Regions from separate parts of the Gossypium hirsutum genome. Here region 2 is linked to region 1. Evidence: chromatin contacts called from public Hi-C data. All regions are on one chromosome and are shown on one strand. Each heading gives the region's core, a stretch centred on a gene start, on an enhancer-like site or on the middle of the called end of the contact. The rest is flanking DNA. Distances are from core to core; before and after follow the strand shown. Region 1 overlaps LOC107931524 (a long non-coding RNA gene). Region 2 holds the start of LOC107952991.

Evidence for each region. A called contact is a pair of places that touch in the nucleus more often than the background predicts.
Region 2: a Hi-C map of leaf shows a contact between it and region 1, with 2.1 times the contacts expected there. The contact joins the promoter of LOC107952991 here to the enhancer-like site in region 1. A contact is called at or near these places in 3 of 34 Hi-C or Micro-C datasets (all in leaf).

The regions. Positions count from the first base shown.
Region 1 is chrA01:13,947,193-13,952,005 of Gossypium_hirsutum_v2.1, forward strand. LOC107931524 (a long non-coding RNA gene) reads right to left here. Exons shown (of 6, transcript XR_005901180.1): 1 at 4,699-4,813; 2 at 3,704-3,821; 3 at 1,184-1,718; 4 at 713-784; 5 at 528-599; 6 at 276-457. Among protein-coding and RNA genes, the nearest start is that of LOC107931524, 2.9 kb to the right of the region's middle. Within about 2 kb of position 1,324, at least 7 of the 9 cell types and tissues checked have an H3K27ac peak or open chromatin away from gene starts, as enhancers often do. A contact at or near this core is called in leaf, where this site is marked.
Region 2 is chrA01:14,076,274-14,080,612 of Gossypium_hirsutum_v2.1, forward strand. LOC107952991 reads left to right here and starts at 2,340. Exons shown (of 11, transcript XM_041076651.1): 1 at 2,340-2,681; 2 at 3,348-4,339. The coding sequence starts at 2,519.

The DNA of each region.
Region 1 (4,813 bases), core at 74-2,573:
GGGAAAAATTCAGGCTACTTCTGCAAACAACGGGTTTGACAGAGTGTCAGAGCTTATTGATTATTCTACTAAGTCCTGGAAAGTGGATTTAATTAGTTGGTGTTTTACCCCTTTGGAAGCTATTGCAATCTGTTGCATTCTTCTTTCGATTTACAACTATGAAGATAGAATGGTGTGGTTTGCTGATAACTCCGACAGGTATACGATTCATAATGGGTATCGCTGTCTTGTTGGTTCGCGGGTTGAAGACGCTATGAATACTGACTCATCAGGAGTTTACAAAAAAATTTGGGAATTAAATCTTCCCCTAAAGATCATATCATTGTTTGGTGATTTACAAAAGATTATATTCCTACTGCTGTTAATCTATACAATAGACGTATTAGCTCTTCCCCAAGTTGCCCCAACTGTGGTGAAGCCTCGGAGAATTTCATGCATACTCTCCTGGTTTGTGGACCTACGAAAGATGTTTGGCAATCAATGGGGGTTGACTGGTCAAATTTCAATGAGAGTATGGATTTTTGTACCTGGCTTAACTTGGTTTTTCAAGATAGAAGGCATGATTTTCGTGAAATTGCTACAACCACGGCCTGGGCACTCTAGCAAGCCCGAAATAAACGTACAATGGAGGGAAATCGACAATCAGCCCAAGATATTTGCTTTCTTACTTTCAGTGTTATAAAGGAGATGCGTGAGTTGAAAGAGAGAATACCTGCTCCAGTGAACAAAATGAATCTCATTTGGATGCCTCCTCAAGAACCTTTTGTTAAGGTAAATTTCGATGCTGCATTCAAAATAACTCTTCATCGGTCATCTTCTAGTTTTATTATCAAAAATTCTAGGGGTTAGGTGATGGGATGCAGAACCATTTTTAATAAGTTTGTCTCGGATTCGTTCACTGCTGAGGCTATAGTCTGCCTTTAGGCTCTGGATTTCGCTAGGGATATGGGTTTTACTCATGTACAAATGGAGGGTAATTCTAGAACTACGATTGTTAAAATAAACCAAGTTCTTCCAGATTTTTCAGACATGGGGACTTACATCAAAGAAATAAAGATAAAAGTAAGTTCTTTTTAGTGTATTTCCTTTCAGCATGTTGACAGATGAGCGAACACGGTTGTTCATATGTTAGCAAAAGAGAGGATGTTGATTTCGGAAGATAGTTTCTAGGTCGAGGACTTACCAGCAGTGGCAGAAGTTTACTTGGCCAAAGATCTTGCGGGCATGGCTTCTCAGTTTTGAAGGGTGCTCTGTATGGGGTTTTTGGCTGGAGAAATTTTTGGGTTTTTATTGATCTGCTACTGAGATAGAAGTGGGCATTGATTTTTCGTTCCATCTTTCCCACTAAGTTTTGCCGAGAGTTATTTTTTTTCTCTGTAGTGCTTTACAGCTAAGGGTGGTTTATTAGTTTTATCATTTGTTTGGTTTTTTTGTATTTGACTCTTTATTTTTTATTTCCAATAAATCTCTCAGTATTTACGTCAAAAAAAATAAACTAATTTAATAGAAAAGTTAAGAGTCTGCCAAAGTAGCACGTTATTTTCTTTCTTTTTTTCTGCTGTACTCACAGTTTTGTTGGAGATTTTGTCTCCATTTTAGCCAAAAACCTAGGGTTTCTATGAAGAAAAAGTAGTCACAATAGTAAGCCTCCTCCAATTGCATATCATCACTGATTCATTGGAGAGGTTCCCTCTGTCTTTTCTAATAAATTTAGGGATCTGGACAAGGAAAAAACAACGACAATTAATTTTGCAAGGCGCAAAACAGAAAGAATGGAGGATGAATTAGCAAATTTAAATCTTGCTAATGAAGAAAAAGATTCAACATATAGGCAAGAAGAAGATGAAGTTGAAGACGAGTTCAACTTCTGTCTGGTAAGGAGAGTATTAATTGAAAGTGCAGTACACTTTCCGTCTATGAAGTATGTGTTAGCAGAACTATGGCACCCGATTGAAGGAGTTACAATTACAGAAATTAAAGACAAAAGAATCTTATTCCGGTTCTATAATGAGATTGATATAAAAAGGGTAGTTGATGGTTTACATTGGTTTTTAGACACTTAATAATTTTCCACAGTTTAGTTATAAGGGAAGCTCCGATTTAAGTTCCACCTTTATGTACAAACATTTGGGTACAAATCCATAATCTACTTAAGGGATACATTTCAAAAGGTATGGCCAAACAATTGGGGGATTTTATAAGGGTTTTTCTAGAATATGATGTGGTGCTTACAACTAAAGGACCCAAGAAATACATGAGGGTTCGAGTACGTTTGGATGTGCGATCCCCACTAAAAAGGAAGAAACGTATTGTGTATGGCTAGGATAAATCTACATACGCGACGTTTCAGTATAAGAAGCTATCGTTATTTTGTTTTCTTTATGGAGGGCTAACGTATAGAGAAAGCTTTTGCCCAATCTGATTAACGATGGCGACAACAGAGATGGAGTTTGGATGGGATATCACTTTGAGAGCTCCACCCAAAAGGGCAGAACCATTGTTGAGCCAATGGTTGATAGAGGAACCAAAGGAGGTGAGAGTTAAAATGAATGGGGACGATAGAGGAAAAAACAGACAAAATTCTTAATATTTGTATTGATGAAGCACAAGGAACATTTGTACTCGGACGAAAAATAACAGACAAAATTCTAATGGCTTATGAAATTCTACATTCGTATACAAGGAAAAAAAAAAGGTAGGATAGGGGCATTTTCCCTAAAATTAGATATGAGCAAAACCTATGATGAGGTAGAATGGGAATTTGTGGAAAATATGATGAGCTTTCTAGGTTTTTGTAAAGGCTGGATATCGCTGGTTATGAGATGTATAAAAAGTACGTCCTATTTAGTGGTGCTAAATGACGTTCAAGGTACTAATTTTAAGGCCACTAGAGGACTAAGACAAGGAGACCCCCTAAGTCCTTCCTTTTTATTATCTGCACAGAAGGCTTCTCGAAGTTAATATTTCTAAGAAGGATAAAAATATCGAGGGAATAAGATTAGGAAGAGGGAATATATCAATTAATCACTTACTTTTTGCAAATGACAATATCCTTTTTGGTGAGGCATCAGTAAAAAGCGTAACGACAATGAAGACATTAGTGGACAAATATGAGAGCATATCATGTCAATTAGTGAACTTTGATAAATCACTAGTTTTCTTTAGTAGCAACGTGAATAATGGGTATAAGAATCAATTAGGAAATATATTGGGGGTTCAAATTGCAAATAATCTGGAAAAATAATTAGGTTTGCCTACAGTAGTTGGAAGAAGAAAAAAGAATGCTTTTGTTGAATTAAAAGAAATTTTTTTATAGAAAATAAAAAGCAGGGGTATTTGCAATTTATTAATGGGTGGAGAAAAGATTTTTATTAAGTCTATTTTTCAAGCTTTACCGGTTTATACGATGCAATGTTTCTTATTACTAGTCTCTTTATGCCACGAGTTAGAAAATATAATGTGCAAATTTTGGTGGCGAAATCAAAAAACTAACAGAGGTATACATTGAAGTAGTTGGAGGGATATGTGCACCCCAAAAATGCAAGGTGGGATTGAGTTTAGAGATTTTTCAAAATTTAATATAGTCTTCTCGGTAAAACATGGGTGAAAGCTAATTACCAATCCAGACAATATTGTTGCACAAGTGATGAAAGCAAAATATTACTCACAAAGAGATTTTATGAGTGCAAGGTTGGGGTCTTACCCTTTATTTACTTGGCACAGCAATTGGGGAGCTCGTAGCCTTTTGGAAAAAGGAATAAGATGGAGAATGGGGAATGGGGAACTAGTGAACATCTGGAATGACGCATTGTTGTCGAAACCTGGAAAGGGAAGAATAGAGTGTCAAAACATAAACATAAACTACACAACAGTTTCGGACTTAATTCATAAAGAAACATTTAACTGGAAGGTCGAAGATATCAACAATTTATTCAGTGATGAGCAAGCAGGAAAGATACGATCTGTTCCTTTAGTGAACACTTTACAGACAAACGAATTTGTATGGAGAGGTGGTAGCTTTGGAGTTTACACAGCCAAAAATGGGTACAGGTGGCTAGTAACAGAAGAACAAGGATTGTTGGGGAATAATGATACAATATAGGCCGGAGATACAAAGAAATACTTTACATTTATTTGGAGCTTAAAAATACCCAGTAAAATAAAAATAAACCTATGGAAAATTACATACAATTTTATTCCTACTCTAAGCAACTTGAAGGTTAGAAAATTAAGAGTTTGCTTCGAGGGAGAGGAAACTGTGGCACATTGCTTCCATGATTGCAATCTGACTAAGCAGGTTCTCCAAGAGATTGGGATAACTTTCTTATGCACAATACAGAGCAAGAGTGAGAGCTATGGTTAGTAATAGAACTTGGAAATAAAATTCCACAAGATTATGCCAACATTGCTATAACTTTTTGGGCACTATGGTTCAACATAATTAAACTTATGCATGAAGGTGTTGAAGACAATGTGCAGGACATAGTAGTGTTCATTAAACCATACTTAACAGATCTAACGCAGTTGGAAGATACAAAAGACATAAGATCCACAACAGTGAAGGAAACATGGGTTCCCCTAGAAGAAGGGATTGTTAAAGTAAATTTCGATGCATCATACCATAAGCAATCAAAAAAAGGTATAAGAGGAGTTGTTTTAAAGAATTCTAAGGGATTGGTAATGGGAGCAAGTGTTTACCAGTGGGAAAATGTTCGGGATCCCACCACCACCGAAGCTTGGGCTCGTCTTTAGGCTGTCAATTTTGTAGAGGATCTAGGCTTTTGAGAGATCAGAGTTGAGGGAGAAGCATTAA
Region 2 (4,339 bases), core at 1,090-3,589, 130 kb after region 1:
TTCAGCCTTGGATCTTGAGCGACTGCACCTTTAAACGACTCCCAGAATAGGATCTGCTGGTATCACAAAAAAGAGTAACTAAATTTTGACAAAAATAATTATATAAAAATTTAAATAACTGAATAATAAGAACAAAATTTTAACTATTTTGAGTTAAATAGTGTCTGAAATAATGGGGAAGCGATTCAGTGTACAAAAAACGAGAGTTTGAGAACCAGAATTGATATTATACAATATATGTCTACATATGAAGAGTATTTGGTTGAATTTCAAAAAACTTTTTTAGAATACTTTCTACAAGCTTATGTTTTCACTAACGATTTAAATGAAATATTCCCTACTATAAAGATTAGACTTAATCATGAACCATTTGATATAAGCAGTATTGAATAAAATTTTGTTAAAAAAATAACGGTTCAAAATTTTTGTTTTTATTTATTAAAAGATTTCTCTGTATTTATTAATAACTACTTATGGTATATGATGATGATTTTTATTATTACTAATTTCAGGAGTCCATTAATTTCCCTTGGCCGAGTCAGGTCCTTTTCAAGTTTATTAGTTCATCACCTTTTGCCTTTTGATTCAGATAATTAAAGGTTAGGTCTAATGGCTGGCGTGCCTACTCCTATTAAAATCAAATTAATCTCAATTACTTCAATTAATCTTCCCACCATCGGATTTAATTTTATCATAAAATTTTGGTTATAAATAAATTCAGTTTAAAAACAAGTAATTAACTGAAATTAATAATATGGATAAATTTTAAAACTGCACATGAATCAGGGGTAAAGTCAAAAAAAAATTTAGAGGGGTCAAAATTAAATTGTAACTTTTACGATGCTAAAAATGTAATTTCATCATTTTAATAGCTTATATCTTTATAATTTTAAAAGATTAAATCAAAATTTTATCATTTTTTGAGGGCCAAAATGTAATTTTACTTTTACTAATTAAAATTTTTAAAAGACTTAAATGAAAAATTTTTCATTTTAAGGGCGTCAAGGCCCTTGCCAGCCCCCTAACTATGCCCCTGACATGAACTTTGGTTCAATTTATAATGTTATACTTAACATTTTGATTTGATTCAGTTTTTAAAAATAACTGGCATCATTATTGATATAATACTATTTTACATTTACATATATTATATACACAAGTAATCATACTTATCTATAATATAAAAGTAAATTTATGTATTTATTTCTTTAAATGTGTACAGTTGAATTAAAATCAAAAGTTTATACATATATTTGAACTCAAATCAAAGTTTAATATGTATAATTGCACAAAATCAACTTTAATATATTAAGGTTCATTTATAATTTTAATATTTATCCTTTAATAATATATCTATGGGCCAAATAATTAAGTACAAAAAAGACAAAAGCCCAAAACCTTGTATACTATTTTTTCTACTATCATTTTGTTCCTTTCAGATTAAGCCTGTTGCTACCCCGTTACTATTTGCTTTTTTTAAGTCTTCAATTCATTTATCATAAATCAATCTTTTTTCCGTTGTTGATAACTTTAGGATTGATGTTGCAATTAGTTATTGACTTTGCTTGGTAAAAGTATTATAAAATGTATGCCATAGAATTACATTTTAGCTCATTTAGTCAAGAAATGAGTAAATTAACTCTTGTAAGTTAGATGATTGAGTAAAATAACTCTCTATTAAAATTTGATACTTATATATAAGGTATAATAACAAATTTACCTTCAATTTTTACACATTTATTCAATTTGACCCTTAATAAAAAAATAACAATACCTTATATATGTGTAAAGGTTGAGGGTCAAATTGAATAAATATGTAAAAGTTAAATACTAAATTTATTATTATACATTATATATAAACACTAAATATTAACAGATGGATTGTTTTACTCACTTAACTAACATATATGAGTTAATTTATTATTTTTAATAAAAAATTAAAATATAATTCGAGATATAATATAACAATTTTGTGATTTTTTTATCGCTATTAAATTATGTTGTGTTACCATTAGTATTGTAATTGTTATATATATATATAAGCGACATGTATGATTTTAATTTAGTTTTTATCATGAATATTTGTTTTTTTACTATATTTTCAATTTAATATTGTTAGCGTATTTATTATTTTTGTCTTGTGTTAAACTTGTTTGAAGGAATAAATTTTAAAATTAGTGATAGTTTAATTGAGGTATACGGAGGATATATATTTTGATGATCACCTAGCCTGCTTGACGTGGATTACCCTCAAGCGACGTCGTTCGGTTATAGCTAAATACCTATTTTGCCATCGAACAGTCAAGAAATTATCAGATTCACCCTCTGAATTTCAAATTCTAGAACCGCGCTTTATCTCCTCTTTCTTTCTTTCCTTCTTTGGATCCATCATCCTTTGGTCTGTATCTCTCTCGATCTCTCATAGTCAATTAAAAAATTCCATTTTCTTTTTCTTTAATTTTGTTCGCCGTAAATGGAAACTGAAACTCGTTGCTATTGAAGAAGAAGAAGAAGAGAAATGTCGACAATTGAGAAAGTGTTGGTTCAGATCTTCGAGAGGAAGAATCGAATAATCGACCACGTGAAGCAGCAAATCCTTTTCTTCGATCATCAACTCGCCTCCAAGTGTCTCATCGATGGCTTTGTTCCACCTCCTTGGCTCCTCTCCTCTTCTACTTCCAGTAATCTCTTTTTTCTTCAGCTTTATGTTTCTCATTTTTCCTTTTTCTTGAAATTTTACTTAAGTGCATTTTTACTTTATTTCAAAATTATCTAAAATAATATGGTCTCAGTTTCCTAATTAATGCGTACATTTCATTTTTCTCCGTTGGAATCGTCGAATTTCTTCTTCTTTTTCTGGTTCTTTCTGTTTTTTTTTTCTTTTCTTAAATGTAGTCTTATTACGCATAATCGATGTGAAGTGCTCTTTAACAATGGCGTCCTTATTTTTTCTTAATATTCCTTTTTTAAATTTCTATTAGAAGCAAAATTCCACTAAATACTACGTTATCAGTATGTCATGAGTTTACCTTTTAATTACATTAATAGTTTTGTTTGTAATGCTTATTTCTTTTTTTTTACTAGAAAATGTTTGCAGGAATTTTTCAAAGTATTGAACTTCTTTTAAGAGAAAAAAGTTTTTTTTTCCCTACTTTCAAGTACGTAAACTTGAATTAACCATTGAAAATTTGCCTCTTGAAAGATAGAAAAGCCCTTTCCTTTAGAATTCTTGATTGCATTTCAATTTTGTAACTAAATATCGCAAGTGTTCTAAATTGTGTCTATGATCCGTAAACAGCTAATTTATTGGATTTTTAAACAAGGTAGTGTCTACTTTTTAATTACAGAGTTGAATAAGGAAGATCTTATCTCAGGACTCCTACTTCCACATTCACAGGCTTCAATTCCTTACTGTTCTCTGTATCAACAGCCAGTTGTTACAACTGATAACGTTCAGTTACCCCATATTTTATGCTCCCGAATTGATGCTTCAAATGAAGGCTTAGATCAGTGCCTTCCTGGTAAAGTTGATGAGCTGGACCCTAGTGTTACTTCTCCTCCTCAAGATTGTAGAGATGGAATGATGTCAGATGTTTGTCCTGATCATTGTTCATCACTGGCAAGAATCCAGAGATCTAAGTCTAGGCAACGGGCTTTGGAGCATCGAAACAGTGCAAAAGCATGTAAAAACAATGAAAGCTGTGAGAAGAATGGTAATTCTTCCAATAATCAAAACAAAGGGTCCGAATTTGCTTCTTTACAGTCAGATGTTGTGGATAAGTTGGAATTGATTAGATCTAGTGATATTGTTGTGACTCATGAGGTGGAAAAGGTAGAGAGAGGGCAATGCAGGAGCAAGGGAAGGAGTGAAAATGTTTATTCTGGTAGGGTAACTAGATCAAGAGGTTCAGTTCAACCTTCAAAGTCCATGAGTGGGCTTTCAGGTGCAGGAAACACTTCTTCTGTTGCTAAGCAGGATGATGTGGTACTTACAGACTCCATCAGTGAATCAAGACAACAGCTTGGTGTTTTTCAAGAGTTATTGGAATCAAAATTTGTGGGACCTGTTCATGCTGGAAGTTTAGGAGTGAAAACTGAAGGTCAACTCCAGAGCAAGGCAAAGGGTGAAGATATCTACTCTGGTAGACTCACAAGGTCAAGAAGTTCTGTTCAACCTCCAAAATCTGATTATAGTCCGCCAGGTGCAGGCAAGAGTTTTTCTGTTGCAAAGCAGGATGGTGCTGTGCTTACAGAATCCATTAACAAATCAGGATTACAGCATGATGCTGCTGATAAGTTATTGCAATTTGTCAAACCAGTTGATGTTGTAACTTGTATA